2 separate regions of the Zea mays genome follow, and region 2 is linked to region 1. The links are chromatin contacts, called in public Hi-C maps. All regions are on one chromosome and are shown on one strand. Each heading gives the region's core, a stretch centred on a gene start, on an enhancer-like site or on the middle of the called end of the contact. The rest is flanking DNA. Distances are from core to core; before and after follow the strand shown. Region 1 holds the start of LOC103629573 (protein SHI RELATED SEQUENCE 1). Region 2 holds the start of LOC103629574 (ubiquitin carboxyl-terminal hydrolase MINDY-1).

What was found. A called contact is a pair of places that touch in the nucleus more often than the background predicts.
Region 2: a contact with region 1 is called in a Hi-C map of bundle sheath, with 5 times the contacts expected there. The contact joins the promoter of LOC103629574 here to the promoter of LOC103629573 in region 1. A contact is called at or near these places in 12 of 25 Hi-C or Micro-C datasets (bundle sheath, ear, endosperm and 4 more).

What each region holds. Positions count from the first base shown.
Region 1 is chr6:94,515,728-94,518,485 of Zm-B73-REFERENCE-NAM-5.0, reverse strand. LOC103629573 (protein SHI RELATED SEQUENCE 1) reads left to right here and starts at 1,371. Exons shown (of 3, transcript XM_008650651.4): 1 at 1,371-2,042; 2 at 2,511-2,758. The coding sequence starts at 2,678.
Region 2 is chr6:94,710,192-94,712,949 of Zm-B73-REFERENCE-NAM-5.0, reverse strand. It overlaps LOC103629574 (ubiquitin carboxyl-terminal hydrolase MINDY-1), which reads right to left and starts at 1,377. Exons shown (of 12, transcript XM_008650652.4): 1 at 993-1,377; 2 at 761-879; 3 at 494-600; 4 at 311-398. The coding sequence starts at 1,176.

The sequences.
Region 1 (2,758 bases), core at 122-2,621:
GGTCACCGCTGCAACTGTTCACGCTCGCCCGCGCAACAGTGAGGTGGTCACTCATGTGTGCGTGCGCGCGCCGTTCCAGAACGTGGCCGACGACGTCGAGGGCCAGCATCAGGAGCGGCGTCTTTCGCGGACGGCCGGGACCGGAAAGTTTACTAGTAGTAGTACCCGACACACTCCCCCCGGCCCGGATTCCCGCCACGTGGCGAGGCATGCGCCGTCCGCTGGCGGACGTCTAGACGGCCGGGAAGGCCCCACGCTACGAGCACCTTAGTGCTTGTTTGGAACAAAGGCTATTGGAGGGGATTGAGGGAGCTATAATCCCTTGTTATTTAATTTTGAATAGCAAGGGATTATAGCTCCCTTAATCCCTCCAATACTCTTGTTTCCAAACATGCCCTTAGCGTTTTAAACTCGCGCAGCTACTTACGGCCACTTTAACACCGTAAGGTGCAGCGTCCTGCAAATAAATAAAGGTGTCTGCAGTATGCATGTTTTTAGGAAAAAAATAACAACAATATGACACACATTCTTTGCCAATGATAAGTGACACAATTTTTTTCCTCTTCAATAGAGTTAATCAGTAATAATTATTCGAATCCACCCGCCTCCAGGCTCCAGCCCTCCTCCCTCGCTTCGAAAACAATCGCCATGCATGTCGCATGGATGCCAGCCAGCCAGCCAGCCAGTATACATAGCATTAACCATCTCCTAGGCATGGACATCAAATAATACTTTCACTGTACTCTATCTTAAGATCACAAAGTTTTTTTTCTTCTAAATCAACATTTAAAACTTTAACAAACAATATCTATAAAAAAATTATAGAAACGATATATTATGGCAGATGTTTTAATAATAAATTTAATAGTTTTTATTTTTATTTAGTCAACATTTGTAAATATTTTGTTATTAACAGTCACAGTAGAAGATATTTTACTTAGAACACATAACTTCTCGTGATAGATCTTAACACATGAGACGGAGCGCGTAGGATATATGTATAATCCGCTCAGACAACTTAACGGGATAAATAAGGGTCTGTTTATTTCTCTACTAGATAATATAAGTTAGATTATGTTGGAAGAGTGTGAGAGTAAAATATGACTTTAGAATTCCAAATAAACTGAAATAAGCTAGCATCGAGTACATTATTTCAGTTTATTTATGATCCCAAAGTAATATTTTACCGTTCTATCTTTTAATTATAATCTAGGTTATATAATTTAGGAGGTAAAAAACAAACATGGCCTAAATAAATAAATACTCTTGTTACCCGGTCTGCAGCCAAGTGCAAATGTGCCATGCATGCGAGTTGGGGCCCTGGAAGACGACGACGACCACACCCACACCACACACACACTGCAAAGCCTCTGTTTCTCATGTCAGTAAAAATTCCTCCCTGTCCTCTGCCGGCATGTAGTTATCGACAAGAAAGCCATGGCTGGCAGAGGCAAGGACAGCTCGGTCGCCAAAGCGCAAGGTGCAAATCGTGAAAAGGGAGCAAAGGCAAAGGCAAACAACTCGATCCCACTGCGCGGCCATATTATTCACTTTCTCCATTTCTTCCCTAGCTGGCTAGCTCTCTCCGATCCTCCTGCGCCCATTCTCTTTCGTCTGGTTGGGTGGAGATAAGCTGGAGAGACTGGAGAGGTGCGCCGAGCTGTGGGATCGGAGACCGAGCGAGCAATAAATAGAAAGTAAGGTCGGGGCCGGCCTCCATGGCGGCGGTTGCAGGCGCCCTCGAATCCCTCCCCTGAAGTCCACTGACTCCGCGCGTCTCTCTCTCTCTCTCTCCTTCTTCTTCCTTCCTCGTCCTCCTGCTGCGCCTCTTTATATAGCCTCCAATTCCGGAAAGCAGCTTGCTTGCGTTCTCTCCCACCCCTCCTTCCCTCCTCCAGATACTACTTATTGTAGACGGCGCGGGTGAGGGAGAAAGCGAGAATTAGCCTGCTTAGACCCCAAGACGCGAAGAGAGGAAAAGGATTACGCAAGAAGAGAGGTGGATTAGAGGCGAGCTGCTTCCTATTTTCAGCGAAGGCAAGGTGAGTAACACTGATGAGTCTGAGAGTCGACTAGTGTGGTTGAGCACTGCAGCTGCAGCCTGTAGGCTTATCTTTCTCCTCTCTCGCTCTCTCGCATCGCACATGCATGCCATATGCATACTGATACGGCCACTCATCAGCGGCAAGGCTATACCCATCCTCATCTCATCCCATCTCCTACGCGGCTACGCCTAGCTTGCTTGCGCAAATCTCTCTCTCTCTCTCTCTCTATGTCTAGGAGCTCCTCGCTGCAGATCTACCGCCGATCCGCCTGCTGCTGAGCTATGCCGATCAATTATCTATACATGCAGCTCATGCATCTAACCTACATGTCGTCACACAACGCAGCCCCACCCCACCCCATGCCTGCTGCTTCTGTGCCTGTGCCGCCGTCGTCTCTCGCCTTCTGCTTCTGCACCTGCTTTTTTCTTACTCCCAAGATCTGTAATTGTTTGTTCTGCTGTATAGGAGCTAGCTGCTAGCAAGGAGCCGAGGCAGAGAGAAAGAGGGATCGGAGGAGGAGCTGATAAGGCTAGCCTCGCTCTTTTGGTGGTGGTGGTGGCGGTGGACTGGTGGCGCACACTCTCCCTCTCGCTCGTCTTGATGGTGGTGGGTGGCGGCAGCGGCTGCCTCGCATGGCTGGGTTCTCTCTGAGGAGCGGCGGAGCCGGAGGAGGCGGAGGCGGGAGGGGCGGGGACCGGGGCGGCGATCACTCG
Region 2 (2,758 bases), core at 128-2,627, 190 kb before region 1:
AAAGCATGTGTGTCTGCACATGCACGTGCACACACAAAGACCTACCAAGCCAATGGCATAACGCAATTATGGAAACATAGTGGCTTTCTACTAGGACTAAAAGAATCAGTTGTATCCGTTAAACTAAAAACTGTAATTTCAACAAGAAAAACTAGCTCATATTAGATGGTTTAGGTCATTGATTAGAATGATAAAGTGAGTGTAAAACTCGGAACAAAAATGACATGCACAAATCTAACTGAAATCAGCAGCATCACCAGATAACACAACACATGCCATAGCATTTTTGCTAAGTGGAAGGATAGCACACCTGAGGGTCCACAATCCATCCATGATATAGCGGGATATCCAGAAGATCAAATATAGCACGTTCTCGGGTGAACTCGAAGTCATCAATCCTGCATCCCACACAGCTCAGTAAGCATCAAAATAAACATATTATCACGAGTGTGCATGACAAACAACTGGTCAACAAGTTAAAACCCTTACGCACTTCCTGAACATCACGTTCACATCAATGCCTGTCGTGAGGCACGGGAGAAGATCAATCGCATCCGCGATGTTCTGCTCCCGGTTGTTAACATACTCCTCATCCTTGACCTGTGAATCGAAAGCATTAACACACCAGGAAATGCCACAGCCAGCGAACCTAACTACTAGATGCCAGCTCACAAGCTGCTGCTGCATCCCAACACAACACCGTTCCCGCATTGATCCACCGAACACGAAAGACCCGATCTCGCGAGAGTTAAGACCAAACCTGTCCAGCGATGTTTGGATCGATGAGGCGCTCCGCCACGAGCGAGAGCAACCTCTGCTGCGACACCTCCTCCGCGTCAGGGTTCATGCTGATCACATTCTTCAGCAGCAGCACGTTACCTGCACACACACGCGCGCCGGTGCCATGAACATCGCGGGGGACCACCTGGCACGCGCCGACGCGCGGCGAACCCGCGAGGTTTCGGAGTCGAACGAGGGGGGAGGGAGCTCACAGATGGCGAGGAGCGGGCAGGGCCCGTTGTCGTTCTGGTAGACGATGGGCGTGCGTCGTCCAAGGAAGTCGACGGCTCTCGTCCGGTGCATCACCTCTGGCGGCTCGGCGGAATGGGTATCCACCTCCGCCGCGTCCGGCGGAGCCACCGGCGACGGGAGGTGGCGCGAAGGGTCAGACGACATAGGGCGTATTATCTCCCACGCGTTCGCCGCGACACGGAAGGGAGGGAAGTCGCCTGAATCCTAACCCTAGGACGACGCCGCGGGGGTCGCCGCCGCGGGAGAAGGTGCGCGCGTGCGTTGTCGACTAGTGGATTGGAGAAGGCAACGACGGCGGAGATGGCGAGGGAGGGGAATAGAATACGAGGCAGTGGGAGAAAGGTGGCCAGAGGGAGGGTGTATTTAGCAAAAGAGGAACCGCCTGTAATTTTGCATTCGTTAATGAGTTTTTTTTTGGATTTTCTGCCTTAGTTAGGTTTGAGACTATTTCGTTTTGATGATCAGGCGTTAGGGCATGTACAACCTCATTTAGTATTGAGTCTCTTGAGGAGTTTATAAGAGACTAAGTGAAAAAAATATAAGAGGTGGCTATTCGCTAAGAAATTATCTCTCCATGACTTTCTATGCATGTTGTCTCGTATCTACATTTATAATCTACAGTCTCATGGTTGTATTATGTAGGTCTCTTAATTGTCTCTTATACTTAGAAAACCGAAACGAAGTCTCAAAGTTGTACATACCCTTATGTGGTAGCTTGCGAGATTGAGACTCGAAGGTAAGACACAAGCCACGTGATTGGTTGTCTCCTGCCTCACCTCAGCCTGGGTCACTGGGAACACGACTCCGCGTCTCCACGCATGCAGGCGAGTGAGCGAAACATGGGCTATGTTGCACGCGTGGGTGCAGGCTACCGCTATCCTCTACAGCCAACCAATCACACACTACGTGTGGTCGACAATATGTGGTGCCCCTGAGTCTAGTTGGCTAGGCAACCAATCACGTGGAAGGTGTATAGACTGGTTCGAGCTCTCATTGTGAGAGAATATCTACATCCAGTATTACAGTGATTATGCTTATGATATGTTGTGTTGTGATGACCTTAGGAGTTCATGTGTCCTTTCTTTTAGGTGTTGTTTGGTTTACATATGTGTAACGTGAATGGTAACCGATAATGTTAAATCATATTTGGTTAAGTACAACTGTACTCACATACCACACTAGGAAATTGATACAGTCCTATTCAAACTTGTTACCACTTGTAATCGAGTGTGAAACTTTACCGATACTATTTATGTTTACATTTCGTGAACCAAACGACACCTTATAGTCTAATGGCCTGTTTGTTTCAGATTATAATCTAGCGAGATTATATAATCCAGTGTATAGATCCGACAAATAAATCAACACCTAGATTATAGATCTAGATTATATAATCTAATGTCTAGATTATGATAATCTCATAATCTCTCCTATAGTAGCTTATTTTATATTATTTTTTGGCAAAAGACTCACTAGCCACGGTATGTAAATAAAAATTACAAAATTTGTCATCATCATCATCATCTCTCCTTTTATTGCATGGACATCTCTCCTTTTATCCACTGTCGCCCCCTACAGACCGAGGCCGCTGGAAGGGCACAACAACCCCATTCCGGCTCCTTCTTTTACCTTGAAAAAATAGATAGGAACGACAAATCTCTACTACTCTATAAGTCTCTAACGTGGGCGTCCACCTCTCTCCTTGGTGAAGCATGCCCCCCCGCGC